Regions from separate parts of the Mus musculus genome. Here regions 1 and 2 are each linked to region 3. A link is a contact called in public Hi-C and Micro-C data. All regions are on one chromosome and are shown on one strand. Each heading gives the region's core, a stretch centred on a gene start, on an enhancer-like site or on the middle of the called end of the contact. The rest is flanking DNA. Distances are from core to core; before and after follow the strand shown. Region 1 overlaps Cspg4b (chondroitin sulfate proteoglycan 4B). Region 2 has its middle 21 kb from the start of Gm41071. Region 3 has its middle 12 kb from the start of Gm34471.

Region 1 (2,700 bases), core at 187-2,686, 210 kb after region 3:
CCTCAGGAGGCTCGGGCAGGCTCTAATGCTTTCATTGGCTCTCCGAAGCATGTTGCTTTCAGAAAAAAACACAGACTTTGGGAAGTTTCTATGATCTGTGATTTTCAGTCAGCAACTCTTAGGTCTGACAGCCACCTCACTCGATCCTCAGAACACATGTCCTCGATCGACACCGCTTTGTTCTGTGACTTACCAGTGTGCACGAACACCAGCTGACCCTCGTCAATCTGAGCCTGAGTGAAGTTCTGGATCCTTCTGCCAGGAGTGGACTTGAGAGCCAGATGCCCGTTGCTGGGAGGAGTGACCCAGTAGACCAAGTCCTGTGGGGAAGAGTCCCCATCTCCTGCACACAGGTCCCCTCTGGTCACCTCAGTGACAGAATTCACCCACACCTTAAAGAGAAGAGAACCAATTCCAGTCCACCCTCATCATCAGGACCGTGGACCCCACGTGAGAAGATGGAAAAACTAAACTGACTCACCCGAGGTTTTTAAAGAATGGAGTTACTTTTTACGCATATAGGTGTTTTGCCTGCACGTATGTCTATGCACCATGTACATGCCAGTGTCCGTGATTTAGATTAAAAGTTTTAACTAATTGTTTACTCAAAATTAACTACTCAATAGTGTATAGGCACTGATGTAAATATCTAGCTATACAGCCACTGGCTACAAAGCATCTTATGTGCTATCCATATGCTAAATACACCACATGGAATGCCAAACAATGCAGCAGCTACTTTCTCCGGTTGGCCTGAGGATCTCTACACACCGCTATCAGTAGCTGTGTCACCAGCTTTAAACAGTTGAAGAAGAATGCACATTGCACGTTTGCCGTTCCCTCTATTCTTCCTGTCTTACATGAAAACGAGGGCCCGCTTTCTTTGTTCTTGTGCTGTTTGCTGTACTGATGGTTCACATCTGTAACCATGGCTAAGAAACATGGCTGCTTTCTCCTCTTCCTGTTAAAAATCTATTTACACTGCCTGAACATTTCTCTGTGTGTCTCCTGTGCTCACTCAGTCTCTTGCTTATCCCCGTCTCTTCCGCACTCCATGTGTGTTCAGGTGTGTGTGTGTATGTGTGCAGATATGTTTGCATGTTCATGGGTGTGCACATGCCTGTGGAGGCCAGAGGAAAACCTAAGGTGTCTTTCTTCAGGGTGATGCACTTCGTTTATTTTTTAGACAAAGTCTCTCAGAGGGACATGAACTAGGCTGGGCTAACTGTCCAGAGAGCTCCAGGGATCTGCCCATCTTCACCTCTGAAGAACTGGGATTACAAATGCATCACTGTGGCTGGCTGATGGTTTTTTGTGGATGCTGGGGACTTTACCAACTGTACTCAACACTTAACCAAAAATATTGCTCATCCACCATGTGCCAGCAAATGTTTTGGATGCTTGCACTGTAGCAGTGAATGAAACAAAAGGAGTCATGCCTTTGTGGGCAGAGGGCAGAAAAGAACACAAGAGAGGAGGGAACAGGCCTAATAGGAATGAACAATGTAGTGAGTTATAAAATCCCTATACCACAAAAACAATGAACCACAGTAGGGGGTTCTGGGATGTAGACTATTAAAGCAGGAGGCTTGTTAGAGGAAGGCCACATAGGGCAAAAAAGAAGCCATGCACATATCTGCATATCCAGGAACAGAAAAAGAACATGGGACACTGGGGGTAGACGGGGTTGGAGGAGGGGTGAAGAGGTCATTATGGCAGAAAGAAAATAAGCAAGATAAAGAAGAAAGAAAATGTCTCAAAACACAAGAGATGGTCCACAAATCTGCACTGTCTGAATGCCACCTTGTCCTGGAGGCCAGGGGGAAAATCCAAGTACAGTCTTGACTTGTGGCCAGCCTGGCCTTTATGTCATGATGGTCTGTAGAAGCAGGAAACCAGTCAGTGGTTGACTGACTATGAGAAATCTACAAAGAATGACAGTGGGGAAGCCACAGCAGGATGGGAAGTGGGCTGGATCTGGGTGTCTGCTAACGGTGGTGAGGGCTTAGACATGAGAGTTACAGAGGAAGGAAAGGCAGGGGGCTGACAACACACTTTCCCAGTGACAAGGAAACGTTGCCCACCATTGAAAGGGAGACAGCCTCATGGGGAGTGGACAGCGGAGAGCAGGAGCTCACTGTTGCTTCTAAAATGAGTCTCACCGGATGGAATCAGATATCAGAAGTTTTAAAATCAGGGAGTCACATGATGTGGGAAATGCCCCCCCCCCCCATATTTGAATGTTTAATCACCAGGGAGTCGAACTCTTTGATAGAATTAGGAGGATTAGGAGGTGTGGCCTTGTTGAATGAAGTATGTCGCTAGGGGTGAGCTTTAAGGTTTGAAAAGCCATGTTCAGCCCATTCTCTATCTCTCTCTGTGTCTGTCTCTGTCTCTCTCTCTGTCTCTCTCTGTCTCTCTCTATATCTCTCTGTGTCTCTGTCTCTGTCTCTCTCTGTCTCTCTCTCTCTCTCTCACTGTCTCTGTCTCTCTCTCTCTCTCCCTGAGATCAGAATGTAGCTCTCAACTACTTCTCCAGCACCATGCCTGCTGCCATGCTCCCTCCCATGATAATAATGAAACTATAAGCAAGCCTCCAGATTAATGCTTTGGTTTTGTAAGAGAGGCCTTGGTCATTGTGTCTCTTCACAGTGACTAAGACACATGGCGTTTCACCAGCACCAAAACAAGTGGCTTTAT
Region 2 (2,700 bases), core at 114-2,613, 150 kb after region 3:
AGACAAACTTACCACAGCCTATGAAATCTTGTTGTCTACTTCCAAAACATGCAGGACAGGCATTCCGATTTCAGGAGAGAAATGGTAAAAAGAAAGAGAAGCCTTAGGTAAGTCCTGAACCCAACGGGAAAAGTTCATAGAGTCAGCACTTCTCAGGAATCTTCCTTGATTCCATATCCCAGTCCCTGAATGCATTGGTGTAGTGATTAGGTCCCCAATACCTAGACAGCATCAGCCTTATGGCTTTTCTGGGTTTAGTATATATTTCAGTTCTGGCAGGCTTGAGTATTTCTTCTCCAGCTCTCCCAGTCTGGTATCGCACAGTGATAGATAGCTACAGGTCAAGGGGTTGGACATCAGTCTTCCTGTGGCTCCAGTAGGCATTACCCTGGTGAAAGCTCTGGTCCAAGCCAGGTTTCTTCTTGGGACTTGCCCAAGACATTCTTTGAATTCTCCATGGCTCTTCCACCGATGTGCTCACAGGCAGAATTAGAGCCACATGGACATCATTAAAGTGTAGGGTTTATGTCCTCCAGCTTGGTGGAGGGTCCTCTGGAATCACAGCTGGAACCATTGTAGAGCCCAGGGCTGAAATGAGGAAATAGAATCTTCTGGTACCTTTAGCAGCAAGCCCTTGGAGGGCACCCAGGGCCTGACTGCCCCCCCCCCAATACTCTGTCCTCTGAAGCCTTAGGCTTATGATAGGAAAGGCAACCTTAGAGAGGTCCCATCTGTTGGTCTAGTCTTAGCAAACAGCACCCCTCTTGCAGTTCCTAAAAGTGTGCTTTTCTCTGCCATGTGGTTTTTCACATGTGGTTTTCCACTCTGTCCATCTTTTGACTGTAAACTCAGCCCTTTTAGTCATTTTTTCAGAAAGCAATCAGAAGTAGTCATGCAACAGCCTGAACGCTTTGCTTATAAATTCCTTCTGTGCGATGTCAGTTCTACATTCCAGAAAGTCCTACTCCATGGACACTGTGCCTCCAGACTTAAAGTAGCAGATTCGTAGTAATTGTGGCCTCTGACCTGGTTCTAAGTCCTTGCTCCTCATCGCTGTCTTAGGCCTTCTCAGAATGACCTACGCCGTCCATATTTCTATTGCCATTCCTGTGACAATTGTCAGAATCCAGACCATACTTCTGTTCAGAACATGTCTCCCCTTAGTAGTCTCTTCACTAAAGAAAATGGCATAGTCTGGGGAATCGCTAATCCCAGGAGAATCGTAGGCAGCAGTCTCGCTTTTCCAAGAAAGTTCCCAGCTCTCAGGTTGCCAGACTCCTCAGTCAGCAGAAGGCTATCAGTGGAACATGTCCTTCAAGCAGCACATTCCTACCCAAGAATTCCCTTTCTTCTCCCCGCCACCAAGAACCAGGGTCAATATGATTCATAAAACCTCTCACCCCTTTCTCTAAGATAACTAAGGGACCTACACTCTGTCCTGTTGACCTGAACTCTCATCAGATTCCCCTCCTGTGATCTTGATCTAGGGCATTTGGCCTGAAAACCCCCACCATGTTGTCTGTGTTTGTGGATGTTCATGGCATTGACAATTCTTCTAATAAACTTCTCACTCAAAGGGACAATTCTTGTCATTGTTACCCTTAAACCCCAGACTCAAGATCTTTCTACAGTTACATAAGAAATATCTACAGTCTCCCATCCAAGTTCAAACCAGGCCCCACCTTGCTTAGCTTCCAAGATCAGACAAGATTCGGCTGAGGAAAGGAGGAAGAGTGGGTCTGAGGGAGAGGGGAAGCATGGGAGAAGAGACTGCGGAGAGAGGAGGGAGGGGAAACTGTGGTCTGGATATAATATGAGAGAGGGGGAGGGGGAGAGGGGGGAGGGAGAGGGGGGAGGGAGAGGGGGGAGGGAGAGGGGGGAGGGAGAGGGAGAGGGAGAGGGAGAGGGAGAGAGGGAGAGGGAGAGGGATCATATGGTGTTTCAGACATTCCCTCTTCTTCCTGTCTTCTGAGCCTTTAAACCTCCACTCCCAGCAATGCAAGCTTTATCCAGTCTGTTCCTTTAGATTTCACCATCATGTGACCGTTACCTAGTTCCCAAACCACTCCAAATTTTCAGGTGTTTGCTGTCTAGTGCATTTTCAGTGGCTGTAACTGGACACCACAGACTGATGAAGTTATAGACAATATCTTTTTATTCTGGGACCCTAGCAATTCAAGGTCAGAGAGTCTTTACACAAATGAGTGCTTTCTTCAGAGTCCCAAGGTAGCACAAAGTGCTGTCACGTGCTGTGGTAGAGTAAGCAAGCCAGAAAGGTCACTTTTAAAACAAAGCCACTTCTATAATAATCCACCACTTCATCAATTCTTTAATACTCCATTCATCAGAGCATAAGCCCTCAAGACTGTATCACTTCCCAGAGTATGCTTCAGCATCATTTTCCCTTCATGTCATCACACTGAGGTCCTTCTGCTCAAGCAATACCTCTGCTCCAAGCTCCTGTTCTTGTTCAGACCCATCCACACTGGACTAAAGCCCACATAACAATCGTATTTTAGCTCACTTATTCTGCCAAGGTTCACTCTCCAAAACATAGTCATATTTGAAATAATAAGAACTAAGACTTAACCATGATTAGGGATAAAACAATTTAGCAGATAACAGGGACAATTCTCAAAGCCATTTGCGTCATTAGATGTCAGTGTCTAGCGGTGGGTTCGATATCAAATGCTTAATAAT
Region 3 (2,700 bases), core at 31-2,530:
CTTCCCTGAATCCTGGTCCTTAGTCGTTGGCCAACTTGGACCAAGAGCCAATTTCATTGGTAAAATGACCATAGAGAGCTCAGTCAATAAAAGATGGCCAAGTTAATTTGTGAGCAGTTAACAATTCAACCTTCAATTTGCTCAGGGAAGGATTTTGGTTGCTAGAATTATAATTCACTTTATACCATCAATGCTTTGTTCTTTTAGTCAGTACAGAAGAGATTGTCCTTCACTGACCCAGGAGGTTGCAGTGCAAAGAAATCACAATAAGACTTTAAAGGGTCTGTTTGCAACTTGGATTTAAGGATTTCCTGAAACTTGAATTTTTTTTAAAACATAAAAGCTAACCATGGTTAACTTTAATCAATACTATTTAGGTTAGAATACAATTCTATGGGCCAAACTCTGTGGGTCCTTCCAACTAATCTCCAAATGTGTAAATGGTCTTACCTCTTTATCCTAATTCACCTTATAATTGGAAAGTCTACTCATGCACAAGTTACAGTTGATTAATTCCAATAGAGGAAGACAGTAAATGGGACAAGGAGTCCATAAGTCGGTCCCTCCCTGGTAGTTTTTGAATACAGATGTATCTAAACCCTTGCTCAACACCTTGGCTCCATTCTGTCATAGGGTTTCCAATATCCTGCTTTTAACTCCTGCCTAGTCACTGTAAAATCACATTTTTCTATACTATCTGTTGCTTTACATCATTTAACACCACTATTTCACGATCTATCAAGATCTATGACAGCATACAAGACACAAACAGTGTTCTCTCTTATTTTGATGATTGGGAAAGAAAAGCCTGAAATGCAGAAGAGATCCACAAGCAGACTGGCCACTCTCCTGGGCTTCTTTGAAATCAAGATTATTTTGGGGGTACAACCCAGTTGGGTACTTAAGGGTGTCTCGAAGAATTACGTCTTCTTAACTCCTGAAGATAAGTGGGTCAGTTCTTCAACTTGGCAAATTAGCTACCTTTGGGAACTAAACAGTCATAATAAAAGCTCTGGCTGAAACTTAATGACGTAGGCTGAGCTACGAGCCAACTTTATGCCAGTGAAATATTTATCCCTGTCTTGTATTTGTTGGCAGCACATGGTACTGAGATCACAGCAAATTCAATAACAAATTCTACAAGGCAGCTTGAAGCAAGCAAAAAAATATATATATATTGGCTCATGAAGCAGGCAGCAAGAGGCTGCCAGGCTAACCACTGGCATGAGGGGCTGGTACTCAGGCTGGGATGGACAGTGGGTGGGAGACAGGAAGCACCGCAGTACTTGCGTCTGTCTAGAGGGAATTGTTCTCTGTAGTGAGACAGGGCTTTACCCAGCAGAGTGTGTCCCACCCTGCCTGCTCGGGACACAAAATTGTGAAAACAAACCACAGAATGTGCATAGAAGAGCTGGGGCACACTCAGATCGTCTTAGAAGAAGAGCAGATGGGGGAAAGGATTGTGACTTAACCCAGAAGAATGGAGTTACTCACAGCCACAGGCGTCTGTTTTCCCTCTGAAGTGGATGTTATCAGCTTGGTTTTCCATTCCAGAAAACACAATAGACGTTGGGGCTGTGGGGTGTAGTTCAGTTAATAGAGTGCTTACATGGATTTGATCTGAAGCCCTGGGTTTGATTTCTAATAAGAAAATCATAAAGTAGGTGTGGTGGTACATGCCTATAGTCTCAGGGCTGGGGATGTGGAGAAATTGGGCTACTTAGCAAGTCCAGGGCCAGCACAGGATATTAGTGACTCTATCTCATAAAACAAAACAAAGCCCAAAACGACAAAAATACTGCAGCAGGCCCTCTGGTTCTCTTGAATGGTTTCTACCCTTTCACTTGTCTACTTTACTAGCAAGGATCCCAACAACAAATACAGACAGGGTTTTACTTAAGGATGTTGTGTCATGATAGCAGTCCCCAGAGGTCCAAGCCTCCCTCCCTTTCCTGCCTCTCATATCTTATCCTAGTACTAGACTGACTCTATAGTCAGATCGAATGACAACCATCAGATGGAAAGAAGTCCCTTCTCATGTCAGCGGTGCCAGTAGCACTGTTATGGGAGCCAGCCATTCCAGCATCTTGCCTTTTTCTGTCCCACCCCACTAAATTCAAATACCTGTGAAATAGAGGATAAAAATCATTCACTCTCTATAAGGTGCCTCTTATGATGGGGCTGGAGGGATGCTTAGTGTTCACTTAGGAGACCTGACTTAAGTTTTCAGCATTCACATTGGGCAGCTCACCACTGCTTAGAACTCCCGCCCTACAGGACCCAGTTCCTCTGGTCTGCAGGCACCTGTATTTGTGTGCACATACCCACACATAGACATGCACATATGCCCATAATTGAAAATAAGACAAATCTTTTAAATGTAATTTCACTACCCCATGGATGGCTTAGTGGTGACGTCTTCTTTGGGGGGGGGGGGCAGATTTTTTGTACCTTTACTGAAGTAGCCTGAGGGCAGGAAAAGAGCAACCCTGGCAGAGGAAAGGGACCTAGAAGAGGAAGAAAGTAGGAGGAAATTGCGAGTTCATTTGGCTCAGGGCTGGCCTGCTTAGCTAGTTTGATTGCTATAGGTATCTACTTGAGGACAGTGACCAGTAAAGAGCTCCTTTACTCAGTGCGAGCCTGTTCAACTATTAAAGGCATGGCTCAAGAACAAAGAAGTGAAGTGCCCTCTCTTCAGCC

Evidence for each region. Hi-C and Micro-C count contacts between places; a contact is called where the count stands out from the background.
Region 1: a Micro-C map of muscle stem cells shows a contact between it and region 3, with 6 times the contacts expected there. The contact joins two enhancer-like sites. A contact is called at or near these places in 13 of 484 Hi-C or Micro-C datasets (the 3T3-L1 cell line, 3T3-L1-derived adipocytes, the HL-1 cell line and 8 more), 3 of 115 datasets of contacts at active chromatin or transcription factors (embryonic fibroblasts, fibro-adipogenic progenitors and vascular smooth muscle cells) and 3 of 9 other capture datasets (adipose tissue, embryonic stem cells and liver).
Region 2: a contact with region 3 is called in a Hi-C map of adipose-derived mesenchymal stem cells, with 1.6 times the contacts expected there. The contact joins two enhancer-like sites. A contact is called at or near these places in 1 of 484 Hi-C or Micro-C datasets (adipose-derived mesenchymal stem cells) and 4 of 115 datasets of contacts at active chromatin or transcription factors (embryonic stem cells, fibro-adipogenic progenitors and heart atrium).

The regions. Positions count from the first base shown.
Region 1 is chr13:113,340,062-113,342,761 of GRCm38.p6, reverse strand. It overlaps Cspg4b (chondroitin sulfate proteoglycan 4B), which reads right to left. Exons shown (of 10, transcript NM_001378698.1): 6 at 194-392. Among named protein-coding and RNA genes, the nearest start is that of Gm41070, 23 kb to the left of the region's middle. Within about 2 kb of position 1,436, at least 32 of the 459 cell types and tissues checked have an H3K27ac peak or open chromatin away from gene starts, as enhancers often do. A contact at or near this core is called in embryonic fibroblasts, fibro-adipogenic progenitors and muscle stem cells, where this site is marked.
Region 2 is chr13:113,402,119-113,404,818 of GRCm38.p6, reverse strand. No RefSeq gene overlaps it. Among named protein-coding and RNA genes, the nearest start is that of Gm41071, 21 kb to the left of the region's middle. Within about 2 kb of position 1,363, at least 32 of the 459 cell types and tissues checked have an H3K27ac peak or open chromatin away from gene starts, as enhancers often do. A contact at or near this core is called in adipose-derived mesenchymal stem cells, where this site is marked.
Region 3 is chr13:113,549,846-113,552,545 of GRCm38.p6, reverse strand. No RefSeq gene overlaps it. Among named protein-coding and RNA genes, the nearest start is that of Gm34471, 12 kb to the right of the region's middle. Within about 2 kb of position 1,280, at least 71 of the 459 cell types and tissues checked have an H3K27ac peak or open chromatin away from gene starts, as enhancers often do. A contact at or near this core is called in adipose-derived mesenchymal stem cells, embryonic fibroblasts, fibro-adipogenic progenitors and 1 more, where this site is marked.